2 separate regions of the Sus scrofa genome follow, and region 1 is linked to region 2. The links are chromatin contacts, called in public Hi-C maps. All regions are on one chromosome and are shown on one strand. The core of a region is the stretch at or near the end of the contact, and the rest is flanking DNA. Distances in the headings are between cores, read along the strand shown.

Region 1 (6,450 bases), core at 2,120-4,619, 150 kb after region 2:
CAGGACCAGGGCAGGGACTGTGAGCCTGAGGGTGTGTTTATGGTCTGGGAGGAAGACGACTTCAGTTTCATGGGGTCTCCTGGTCTGGAGCTCAGGTGAACCCTCAGGATGGAGGGAGGAGTTGAGGTCCCCCAGGACTAGGAGGCCATGAAGCCCAGCCTGTTGGCAGAATAGCCTAGTGGTTACTTTACTAGCAGGGCTGTGGTCAGTGGAATAATGGTCCTTTCACAGTCTGCATCCTGGGAGTTCCCATTGTGGCTCAGTGGAAACTGAGCCTTGCTCAGTGGATTAAGGATCCAGTGCTGCTGTGCGTTGTGGTATAGGTTGCAGACTTGGCTCTAATGCTGCATTGCTGTGGCCGTGGCCGTGGCTGTGGCTGGCAGCTACACCTCTGATTCAACACCTAGCCTGGGAACCTCCATATGCCGCAGGAACGGGCCAAGAAATGGCAAAAATACAAAAAAAAAAAAAAAAAAAGAATCTGACTGCAGCAGCTCAGGTCACTGCAGAGGTTTGGGTTCGATTCCCAGCTTAACGCAGTGGGTTAAGGACCTGGTGTTGCTACAGCTGTGGCATAGGTCACAGCTGTGGCTCGGATTTAAGCCCTGGCCTGGGAACCTCCATATGCCATGGGTGTGGCCATTAAAAAAAAAAGCCTGACGCAACTCTGTAAATCAACTATCCTCTACTAAAAACAAAATAAAAATTTTTAAAAAGTCTCCTGGCACCTGTGACTATGTCACCTTATGTGGCAAAGAGACTTTTGTGGATGTGATTAAGGGTACGGACCTTGAGGTGGGGAGATTGGGCTGGATTATCTGGGAGGGCCCAGTGTCCTCACATGAGTCCTTAAAAGCAGACTTTTCTGGCTGCATTGGAGAGAGATGACACCGAGGAAGAGGGAGATGTGAGAGGAGAAGGACTCGAGCCACTACTGTGCACCTTGCAGATGGGGGAAGGGGGCCATGAACCAAGGAATGCAGCCGCCTCTAGAAGCTGGGAACCCTCTTAGTTGACTCAGCAAAGAGGCAGGACCTCAGTTTTTTGTTTTATTTTGGCTGTGCCCACGGTAGGTGGAAGTTCCCAGGCCAGGGATCAAACCCATGCCACCGCAGTAACCAAAGCCACTGCAGTGACAATGCTGGATCCTAACCTGCTGTGCCACAAGGGAACTCCCAGACCTCAGTTTGAATCACGAGAAAATGGGTTCTCCCCAAAAGCCTCCAGCAAGGCTGCGGCCCTGCCCACACCTGCTGAGACCTGGCCTGGACAGGGGTGGTCAGGCAGGGGGCCTCTGAGGCAGAGGCACAGGTGAGTGAGCTCTGAGGAGGAGTTGGGGTGTGCTGGACCAGGGGAACAGCATATGCCGAGCTGCTGGAGGGAGGGAGGGAGTGGATGGGAGGGAGAATGGGAGGGGGCGCCTGGGATTGCACAGGCCAGGTGGGCCAGGGCTGGCCCGGCAGGGTGACTGGGGCCACTGTCAGAACCTCGGGCTTGATGCATAGTTGAGCCGGAAGCCACCTCCTCATCTTCAATCGGGTGGAGGTGGGAGGAGACCAGACTTATGTTTTGAAAAGGTGGCTCTGGCGTCTGCACTGAGAGCGGGATGTGGGGTCGGGGTGGGTGTGAGAGACCCAGAACGGCCATCCTCAAGGCCAGATGGCGGGGAGGTGAGGAGGAACCGCTGGCTTTGAGGGTAGAGCCGGGGGTTAGACCAGACTCGGGACACAGAGACTGGTGCGTGAGAGCCCCGGCCCCTGGCTCAGGCTGAATCCTGCCTCCAGCCCTGCCTGGGCCTGTGACCTGAGGCAAATTTCTTAACCTCCCCAGGCCTCACTTTCCCCATCTGGAAAGTGAGACAGACCATAGGTCTGGGTGAGGCCTGGGCTTCTGCATTTCCAGCAAGGTCCCAACTGGTGCCAACGCTGCCAGCTCAGGCGCCTCACCCTGAGTGAGAGAAGAGGGGAGCCCATGGCGTGGGGTGGGGCGGGGGGGGGGCGCACCTCTCGGCTTTGGTCCCTTTGGGTATTTTGCTGACACCTGCCCACCCCCCACCCCTTGACCCGGCTCTAAACTCTCGGCTCCCGCAGGTGTGGTTCGTGTTCAGTCTCTGCAGCTGTGACCAGGTGGGGGTTTTTAAAAGTGAAATTCACCAGTTTTGTAGGGAAAACCAAACCAACCTGAAAATAGGCCTAGAAATGGGAAGGTTTCAGGCCACTCTCTATGTTGATGCTACTAAGGCTGGGCCACGGGCCCCTGGTTACACAACTCATCATCCTGTGGACACCTCGCTCTGCCTCAAACCTGCTGGGGAACCCCACCCAAAAGCCCCCCTCCCAGGCCTTGGGCTTCCCCCTCCCACTCTCGCCTTTCTGACCCCCCCTCCCTCCAAGGCCGGGATCAGAGTATGGCCCAGCTGTCTCTTCCCTCTCCGCAGGGGCAGCAGGAGCTGAGAGGGCATCAGGGGTCTGGGTCCTTTGGCTGGTGGGAATTTGGTGGGGCCAGAACAATTCAGAGGTGGCGGCTGCTGCCTTTGCCAGGCGCTGCTGTGGGTGAAGGGCCGTGTGAGTGGGTCGTGGGTGATGGGATGGTGGGGTTGGGAGGCAGCAGGGCAGATGGGGAGATGGCCGAGGGATGGCATGAATGGGGCTGGGGGTGAGGGCTGAGCCCAGAGGCGTGAGACTGCGCCAGCCTTGGGGGACCACAGACAGCGCTGCAAAGTCAAACCACAGGGTCCGGATTCCAGTCCTCTCTAGCGTATGGGCTGGGAACACTCTGGGAAGATGGGGTTGTCTCCCTCCCTGGAGGGCATTCTGGTGCCCTGCTCTCTGGCTTGATGCAGTAGGTGCTTGATGCAGTCCTGGTGTGCTCAAGTCAGCTGACCTGGACTCAGAGCCTGACATCACCACGAGGTGTGCTCCTGAGCAGGCCTCGCCCCTCCCCGAGGAAGATTTCTGTGTAATGAGGTCACACAGGGCCCTTAGGGTCAGTCACTGCTGTTGCTCCTTCTACCACCTGTGAGTGTTGCACTGACCCATTTTCTGGGTGCTTGTAAAGCCATGACATCATAGGCCAAAAAAGTCCCCAGTGTCTCTTCCAGAGAAGGACAGCCACAGGGGCCTGGAGACAGCTGGGGTGAAGGCTGAGAGTGGGGTTGAGCTGTGCCCCAGCCTGGACCCCAAATACACCTCTGCGAATAGCTGGCGGGGCGGGAAGCCAGATCAGCCCCTCCGTGGGGCTGGGGTGGGGGCAGCCCCTACCTCCCATAAGCCCACGTGGGAACAGGGGCCCCCAAGTCCTCTACTCTCCCCTCCCTGGGGCCTGGCTGAAATCCCACAGCCCTGGGGTGGGCAAGGAGGCAGTGCCCCCTGGTGGCAGACCGTGGATTTACATAGATTCCTTGTTTGAAAAAAGCGGTCCTCTCCTTCCTGAGCTCTCAGAACCCTGGAGGTGCGATTATTTTCACATGTGTTTTTGTATCATTGCTTTATGTCTATGTATACACAGTCTTCTTATTATTTTCTTTTGCTGAACCACCTGCTAGTTAGTTGCAGGCATTTTGATCTTTTACCTCTAAATATCTCAGCATGTTTCTTCTCCAGCAAGGACATCTCTTACGTAACAAGTTTTCAGGCATCCAGCATTGGTAGATCAAAATCAGGTATAAAGCTCATGTTCAAATGTCACCAGTTATCTCAATAGTCTCCTTTACAGCAGTATCCCCCTTCCTACCCCAATTCAGGATCCAGTCCAGATATTGCATTCTGTTATCCTGTCTCTTTGGTCTCCTTTATTCTGGAATGTTCCACAGCTTTTCCTTGTCTTTCATGCATTGGCTTTGTTTTTTTCTTTTTTTTCTTTTTAGGCTTGCACCTGTGCCATGTGGAAGTTCCCGGGCTAGGGATTGAATTGGCGCTGCAGCTGCTGGCCTATGCCACAGCCATAGCAACAGCAGATCTCAGCCACATTTGCAACCTACTCTGAGGCTTGCGGCAATGCTAGATCCTGAGCGAGGCCGGGGATCGACGTCTTATCCTCACAGAGACCACATCGGGTCCTTAACCCACTGAGCCACAGTGGGAACTCCTCATTGGCATTTAAAAAATTTTTTTATTTTTTGCTTTTTAGAGACCCACCCGCAACATATGGAGTTTCCCAGGCTAGGGGGTCCAATCAGAGCTGTAGCTGCCAGCCTACACCACATCCACAGCAACGCCGGATCCGAGCCGCCCATTCAACCTACACCACAGCTCACGGCAACACCAGAGGCTTAACCTGCTGAGTGAGGCCAGGGATCGAATCCGCAACCTCATGGTTCCTAGTCAGATTCGTTTCCGCTGCACCACAACGGGAACCCCCCTCTTTGGCATTTTTAGAGTTTAGGCCATTTGTCTTGTCGAACGTCCCTCAGTTTGGGTTTATCTGGTGTTTCCCCATGATTTGATTTAGATTATGGACTTTTGGTAGGAAGACCACCAATGTGACGTGGTGTCCTTCTTAGCACATTTTTTATTTTCAGGATGGGCAACCTGAAGCCCAGAGGGGGGACGAGAACTGGAGACACAGTGAAGCTCAAAATCTCTGCTCCATGCTTAGTTGCTGTGTGACCTTGGGTGGATATTTCCTCTGTAATGTGGGTGGTGATTTGGCCTCCAGGGCTGGAGGGGCCCAAAGGAGGTGATGTGTGGCTTGGGGGGGGTGATATACAAAACCATGGGTTCCCTCTTCCCTGCCCTTCCCACCCCTTCACTGACCCAGGGTGAGGTGGTGGAAGTGAAGAGTGGGCATCCGGGCTCCCCCTGCCCCCCACCCCCTGCCCTAGGAGAGGGAGCAGGGCCGTGTCGCCCTCAGAGGCCGGGAGAGGAAAACCCAGGTCAAGGACCCAGAATTTCCCCCACACTCAGCAGGCCCAGCAGGGCTGGACCCTCAACCCCCAGCAGCCCCCGCCAGCCAGAGGCTTCCAAGCTCACAGGGTAAGATGCTGAGGTTGAGGAAAAAGCTCGGGGTGTCCTGACAGGTCCCTGCCCCTTGAGAGGCTCCCCAGAACCTCCAGTTTCCTTGAGAAGAATGAGGTGGTGGTGGGGCTGGGCACAAGTGGGCAAACAGAGTCCCTCAAGGCTCCGGATTCTGGAGTCCATGAGCCATACGAGTGCCATGTGACAGGTGTTTGCAAATGTCAGGTTACATTGATGATGTCAGGGTTACGTGGTGACACTTCGGGTGTGCAACACCCGAACAACAAAAAGCTGACTGCAATTGACACGCCTCATGTCTACTCTCCAGCCCCGCTGGCCTCCTTGCTGCGCCCTGCCCAGGGCAGAAGTATTCGTTGAGTACTGTCACTGTCCCCTTGAGGGGAGAGAAGCCTAGGGAATCCCCTGGGGCTGCCAGGCGTGTTGATGGCTTCTGCTTTTCTCCCCCAAACCAAGAAAGCCCCGCCGCATTCATCCAATGAGCGGCTGCCTCCTGTCTGCCAGGCATCATCTCGGATGCGGAGGATGCAGAGATGGGACCCAGCTCCCTCCTTCTCCACCTCCCTCCCCCCACCCTCCCTTCCTGGAGCTCTTTCTGTTGGTCTTCCCAGAAACGTGCCTCATGCTCCCCTCTCATTCACCAGGAAGGACAAAGCTCCGCCCCCATACTCAGCAGAAACCCTCCTTTCACGAACCCCTTCTAATAAAGGGGCTTCGCTTTCAAGGAGACCTGGGGACATGTGGGAGAGCTTGTAAAGATGCCTCTTGCGGAGTTCTCTTTTGGTGCAGGGGGTTAAGTATCTGGCATTGTCATTGCAGTGGCTCAGGTCACTGCTATGGCGTGGTTTGATTCCTGGCTAGGGAACTTGTGAATGCCACAGGCCCAGCCAAAAAAAAAAAAAAAAAAAAAGCCTATTCAAGAAAAGAGTGTCTTGGAGTTCCCGTCGTGGCGCAGTGGTTAACGAATCCGACTAGGAACCATGAGGTTGCGGGTTCGGTCCCTGCCCTTGCTCAGTGGGTTGACGATCCGGCGTTGCCGTGAGCTGTGGTGTAGGTTGCAGATGCGGCTCGGATCCCGCGTTGCTGTGGCTCTGGCGTAGGCCGGTGGCTACAGCTCCGATTCAACCCCTAGCCTGGGAACCTCCATATGGCGCGGGAGCGGCCCAAGAAATAGCAACAGCAACAACAACAACAACAACAAAAGACAAAAGACAAAAAAGACAAAAAAAAAAAAAAAAAGAAAAAGAAAAGAGTGTCTTGACCCCTACCTCACACCAGGCGTGAAAATGAAAAGGAAAGTTTCCATGATGCCATCTGGAAGACTGTGTGGGAAAATATCTAAAGGCATCGTGTGGGCAAATATTTCTTAAAAAGGACATTAGCCATAAAAGAAAAGATTGATAAATTGCACTTCATTAGAACTAAGAACTCTGGGAGTTCCCTAGTGGCCTAGTGGGTTAAGGCTTTGATCCCTGGC
Region 2 (6,435 bases), core at 2,155-4,654:
TAGTCTCCATGAGGATGCAGGTTCAATCTCTGGCCTCACTTAGTGGGTTAAGGATCCAGAGTTGCTGCAAGCTGTGGTGTAGGTCACAGATGTGGCTCGGATCCCGTGTTGCTCACAGCTGGATCCTTAACCCACTGAGTGAGGTCAGGGATCGAACCCCACACCGTATAATAAAATGTGGGAGCACAGGCCGGGGGGAAGGGGGTGAGGGTGAGGGTGGAAGGAGGGGTAGGTTAAGAATCTGACTGCAATGGTATCGGTCACTCCGGAAGCATGGGTTCAACCCCCAGTCCAGCACGGTGGGTTAAAGGACCCAGCATCGTGTAAATCAAAGCTGCAGCTCAGATTCAATTCCTGCCCTGGGAACTCCCATGTGCCTTGGATGCAGCCATTTAAAAAGGGGGAAGGGGGATCCAAAAAGGACCTATTTCATCTGTAATTACGGGATTTTTTCAGTCTCTTTTAATCCGAAATTCTTTTGTTTCCTGACACCAAGCGTATGTGTGCTCGTGTGTGTGTGCGTGTGTGTGTGTGTGTGTGTGTGTGTGCGCGCGTATGCGCACATGTGTGATTTTTGAAGGACTGGATCCATTGTAAGGAAAATCCTCATTCTGAATTTGTCTGATTCCCCCTCTTGTAGGTACTTCTTTCTCCAAATTCAGTTTGTTCCCATAGCCTCTACACTTTTTGTAAACCGGACATCAGCTCTGCAAGCCTGATTAGTGTCAGGTTTGTCATTTTGTATCTTACACTGCTGGACACCGAGTGTATCGAACAGCAGCTTTTCCTCTGCCTCACAGGGCTGGCCGGGGGCTCAATGGATCCAAAAGCATTTCTCAGCACCTGGCTTAGAGCAAGTGCGTAGAGGCCAGCCAGTGTCACTATTATCCTTCATTCCACTATGTCGCTAGCTATGCCTCTGGCAGCCCACTGGTTGAAAAAAACGAATGAACCCTGATGTAAGCTAGGGGTTTTAGAGGGTAATGACATGTCAGTGCAATTTCATAGATCCTAACAAGTACCCCACTTTGGTTGGAGATATTGATAGTAGGGACATCGTGAGTGGTGGGGCAGGGTCTATGGGAACTCTCTGTGCTTTTTTTTTTTTTTTTTTTTTTTTTTGTCTTTTTGCTATTTCTTGGGCCGCTCCCGCGCCATATGGAGGTTCCCAGGCTAGGGGTCGAATCGGAGCTGTAGCCACCGGCCCACGCCAGAGTCACAGCAACGCGGGATCCGAGCCGCGTCTGCAACCTACACCACAGCTCACGGCAACGCCGGATCCTTAACCCACTGAGCAAGGCCAGGGATGGAACCCGCAACCTCATGGTTCCCAGTCGGATTCGTTAATCACTGTGCCATGACGGGAACTTCTCTCTGTGCTTTCTGCTCAATTTTGCTTAAACCTTAGTGGCCTAACGCTTAAGGATTTGGTGTTGTCACTGCGGTGGCTCGGCTTCCATCCCTGGCCTGAGAACTTCTGTGTGTGGTGGGCATGGCCAAATTTTTTTAAAAAACCCACAAGATCGGAGTTCCCGTCGTGGTGCAGTAGAAACGAATCTGACTAGGAACCATGAGGTTTCGGGTTTGATCCCTGGCCTCTCCCAGTGGGTTAAGGATCTGGCGTTGCTGTGAGCTGTGGTGTAGGCCAGCTGCTATAGCTCCGATTGGTCCCCTAGCCTGGGAACCTCCATATACTGCTGGTGTGGCCCAAAAAGACAAAAAAACAAAAACAAAAAACAACCCCACAAGATCAATGTTGTTTGTGCACAGAGGATCCGCCTGAGCTTCACTGGAGAGGGAGGAAATGTGGGCTTCGACGGTGTCAAAACAGACTTAAAGGAGTTCCTGTCGTGGCGCAGCAGAAACGAATCCAACAAGGGATCACAAGGTTTTGGGTTCAATCTCTGGCCTTGCTCGGTGGGTTAAGGATCCAGCCGTAAGCAATGCGAGATCTGAGCCACATCTGTGACCTACACCACAGTTTGCAGTAACTCTGGATCCTTAACCCACTGAGCGAGGCCAGGGATCGAACCTGCAACCTCATGGTTCCTAGTCAGATTCCTTGACCACTGCGCCACGATGGGAACTCTTTTTTTTTCTTCTTTACATTCCACCCTTTGCCTTGCCCGGTCCCTCTCCTGCCCACTCCCTGGCTTTAATGATCAGCCTCCTAATAATTCGCCACCCCAAAACTTCTTGCTCTCCGACCATAGCCACACTTTAACCAGAATGGTTGCCCAACGGTGGTTTTCAACCCAGCCAGCATCTCAGTCACCTGGAGGGCTTATTAAAACCCCGCTGCTGGGCCCCACCCCCAGAGTTTCAGATGCAGCGGATCCAGGAGGAGTTCAAAACCTTTGCGTCTCTAACACATATCCAGGTAAGACTGATCCGCTGATCCCAGGACCACTGTATTAAAAACACTAATCGGATCACATGGTCTCTCTTAAAACTCGTCACTGCTTCCCCTCTGCCTTCAAGGTAAATCCAAGCACTTAGCCGGCACTGACAGCCGCCTGGTCACTTACCCTCTCGGCGCCCCATCGCCCTGCCTAGAATACCCTCACCACCCTGCTCCTGTGGTCCTTTAATGTTCTGCCCGGGTGTCACCAAAATATTGTTATCAGTGCTCATCACATACACCCGGCTCCCATCACACTGAGCACTCTGTGAAGGTGACATGTACGTGATCAATCTCTCCCTAGAGCCCTGCACAGGGTTTAACAATGTTCCATATACTTTTGTTGCATGAATGAATGAAGATAGTGACTTTCAAGGTTTATTTTATTTTATTTTTTATTTACTTTAATCTAATTGAATTGAACTGAATTGAAAATAAATTTTTACCTAAAGTGCGAACTCTAAAACTGACTTTGTAGCGGGATTAGGCTCAGGTCTGTATATTAACCCCTTAAATCTGACCTCCGCTCTGCCCCCTGGTGGTAATCTCGGTCCCAGCACAGAGCTGAATAAACTATTTAAGGTATTTCCGGAAACCGGAGTGTGACGACTGAGATTATTATTTGCATATCCAGAATGCATTTCACCCGGCACATTTTTTTTCGTCTTAAAATTACTAATTCTTCCTTTCTACTTGATCTATTTTTTCCTAAATATGAGTGATATTTCATAGAGTTGTAGGGAAAAAAAGGAAGATGTGACTAATTCCTTTGGAAAGTCACCGTTACTGTGTTAGGGGTAGCAGTTCCTCGAGTAATGTGTGCTGGCCTTCCCCGGTATACTCTGGTTTCTCTTCAGATCGCATAAATCTTTCGCCTTTTACTAAAGATTTCCGTGGAGAGGAACAATTCTGAGTTTTTACCCAGTTTTTGGAGGCCTTGCGCTTTGCAAGGCTAATAAAATCGTTTAGAAAAAAAGATTTTATGTTTTTGCTTTTCAGCTTTTTCTGGACTTTGAAATGCGCAAAAGTGTTTTCAGTAGTCCTTGAAGTCACGCGGAACGTCGTGAGGTTTTTCGCGAGAAACTGACGTCTTTTAGTTTATTAACGAAGATGAGGTGACCTCTGTAAAAACGTGAATGTGAGAGTTCCAGCTGTGGCGTTGTGGGCCAACGATCCGGCGTTTGTGTCTGTGGAGACACCGATTGTATGCCTATCCAGGGGTCTGGTTCGCTGAGTTAAGGATCCAGTTTTGCAGAAGTCGTGGCCGTGGCGTGGGTGGCAGCTGTGGCTGCAGGGGGACGGCCCAAATAATTTTTTAAATTAAAAAAGCTTAAATGCGATTCATTGCCTCCCCTGTCCCCCCCGCCCCGCACCCGCTGGGCATATGGAAGATTTTCGGCACATATGCAAATCCACTGGCTAGGGATGTAATCCAGCCGCAGCTGTGGCGACGCCGGATCCTTGACTCACTGCACCACAGTGGGAACTCCCATCGCTTTCTCTACGGAGTATTTATAAATATTGATGTTGGGTTTTTGTTTTGTCTGTTGAAGTAATTTAGCTTTGAAACTAGAACCGGGTCACTTATTAAAAAGAGAAGTCAAGAAAGACATTTGATCATGGTTATAATAGATTTGCTAAAACGCAAGAGGAAGTGAATTTTTTAACCAATCCCATTGGCCAGAAATGAGTTTCCGGATCCCGCCTAGCTGCAAAGAAGCCTGGGACATGCAGTCTCTCCGCGCAGCTATGCGCTTTGCCTTCTTTGTGAGATCCTTGCAGGGAGAGAAGGAACACTGGGGAAGAAAGCTAGCAGTGGCTGCCCCATAAAGGAGGGAGGAAGTCCATCCCCTTGGGCTCCATTTCTCGGCGCCCGGCCTCTTCCCTGTGGCCACCTCTGCCATCCTCGTGCAGGGAGCCTATCAGAGGCTAGAACAGGGATCACCCTTTCCCAGGCCCTTTTGTAAGAGGGAGGAACAAACCTGGCTTCATATTAGATTTGTTCTTTTTCCTTTAACATTACTCTCACCTTCGTCCTCTTGTCCCTTGTGCTTAGTCACCCTGATGTGAACTGTGCTGTGGGTCACAGACGCGGCTTGGATCCTGTGTTGCTGTGGCTCTGGTGTAGGCTGGTAGCTACAGCTCCAATTGGACCCCTAGCCTGGGAAACTCCATGTGCCACAAACACAATTCAACAAGTATTCTTTAAACATCTACCAGTGCCAGGCAGGGGCTAGTCTCTGGCCATCCAGAGTGAAAGACAGATATAGCCACTGCCTTCATGGAACTTGAGCCAGTGGGGAAGTACCAAGCACACCGCAGGTATTCATCAAACCTAACCTTCCCCCTTTGTCACCCAAGGGCCAGATGCATGGGTAACTAGAAGGTTCACAATGAACATTTATTGAATCAAATGATTTATTTGAAGCTTCCATTGGCCAAAGTCCACAGGGGCTCCCAGGAAGTAGGACTGTCAGACCAGGTAGCTTGTTCACGGCAAGGCTGTTTGCTCAGCCAGCACCCAGCAGCTCAGGCGAGGCTCCTTTTTTTCTTTTTCTTTCTTTTTTCTTTTTTTTTTCTTTCTTTCTTTCTTTCTTTCTTTCTTTCTTTCTTTCTTTCTTTCTTTCTTTCTTTCTTTCTTTCTTTTTTTTTTTGTCTTTTTGCCTTTTTTCTTGAGCTGCTCCCGCAGCATATGGAGGTTCCCAGCCTAGGGGTCTAATCAGAGCTGTAGCCACCAGCCTACAGCCAGCCACAGCAACTAGGGATCCGAGCCGCGTCTGCGACCCACACCACAGCTGACGGCAATGCCAGATCTTTAACCCACTGAGCAAGGCCAGGGAACAAACCTGCAACCTCGTGGTTCCTAGTCAGATTCATTAACCACTGAGCCATGATGGGAACTCCTAAGGCTCCTTCCTGCAGGGAGCGCCCCTCAGCAAGTGGGGTGATCTACCCAATCACCAGCCCCCTAAGCAGACGGCAGGTCAGACCACTGCTACTTCTTGGAGGCTGAAAAAGACCCCAAAGTGCAGGTTGTCTTGTGCTTTGGGGGTCTTATTATTATATTTTTTAATGGCTACACCCACAGCATATGGAAGTCCCTGGGCGAGGGATTGAATCCAAGCTGTAGCTGTGACCTACACCACAGCTGCAGCAACTTCAGACTCAACCTACTGCTCAGGCCTCAAACCCGTGCCTGGAATGACCCGAGCTGCTGCAGTCGGATTCTTAACTAATATCAGGTACATCGGGTACTGCTTGTTCTTAAGGTTTTTTTGAAAGTGTCAGGCACTTTTTTAAGAATATGAGGAGGAGTTCCCATTGTGGCTCAGCAGGTTAAGAACCCGGCATAGTATCAGTGAAGATGTGGGTTCCATCCCTAGCCTCGCTAAGTGGCTTAAGGATCCGGCATTGCCGCAAGCTTCAGTGTAGGTCATAGATGTGGCTCGGATCCTGCATTACTGTGGCTGTGGCGTAGGCTGGCAGCTGCATCTCCGATTCGACTCTTAGCCTGGGAACTTTCATTTGGCAACACTCATCCCATAACAACACCCACAGGAGGATCCAACTTCCTCTTGGGAAAAATCCTCCGGAGGAGCCACGGGTCTCCTGGGCAATGTCTTGATCTGAAGCAAGAACTGGTGGTGTGCAGGTGGTTTATTTAGAAAGAGATCCCAGGGGACAGAAGGGAACCCAGGGGAGGGTGGAAACAGGGAAACACATCAAGGGTGTCTTCCGGGCTCTTTCCCACTCTGGGGGCAGGGGCCTGATCCTGCCCTCTGAGGGGCTGTGTCTCAGAGCTGTCCTCCCAGGGGTCTGAGGAGGGAGCGCTGGTCCACTGCCTCCATCACCCTTGGGAGGAGGGCTGCCCCAAGCAGCATTATCCTTGGCTTGTGTTGAGGCGACACATGTGCTGAATGCTGAACAGCTTCCAGAAGGTCAGAGAGAAACTGAAGCCAGGTGCTGTCGGGAACTCACACCTGGTAAGAGCTGGGGGCTGCAACCATGGCAGTGGTGAAAGGGGGCTGAGAGGA

Evidence for each region. A called contact is a pair of places that touch in the nucleus more often than the background predicts.
Region 1: a Hi-C map of skeletal muscle shows a contact between it and region 2, with 4 times the contacts expected there. The contact joins two enhancer-like sites. A contact is called at or near these places in 7 of 47 Hi-C or Micro-C datasets (blood, embryonic fibroblasts, heart right ventricle and 2 more) and 2 of 2 datasets of contacts at active chromatin or transcription factors (alveolar macrophages and skeletal muscle).

The regions. Positions count from the first base shown.
Region 1 is chr6:72,114,437-72,120,886 of Sscrofa11.1, forward strand. All of the region lies in intron 1 of TNFRSF8 (tumor necrosis factor receptor superfamily member 8), which reads left to right. Among named protein-coding and RNA genes, the nearest start is that of TNFRSF8, 14 kb to the left of the region's middle. Within about 2 kb of position 3,370, at least 19 of the 83 cell types and tissues checked have an H3K27ac peak or open chromatin away from gene starts, as enhancers often do. A contact at or near this core is called in retroperitoneal adipose tissue and skeletal muscle, where this site is marked.
Region 2 is chr6:71,967,802-71,974,236 of Sscrofa11.1, forward strand. No RefSeq gene overlaps it. Among named protein-coding and RNA genes, the nearest start is that of KIAA2013, 11 kb to the right of the region's middle. Within about 2 kb of position 3,405, at least 77 of the 83 cell types and tissues checked have an H3K27ac peak or open chromatin away from gene starts, as enhancers often do. A contact at or near this core is called in retroperitoneal adipose tissue and skeletal muscle, where this site is marked.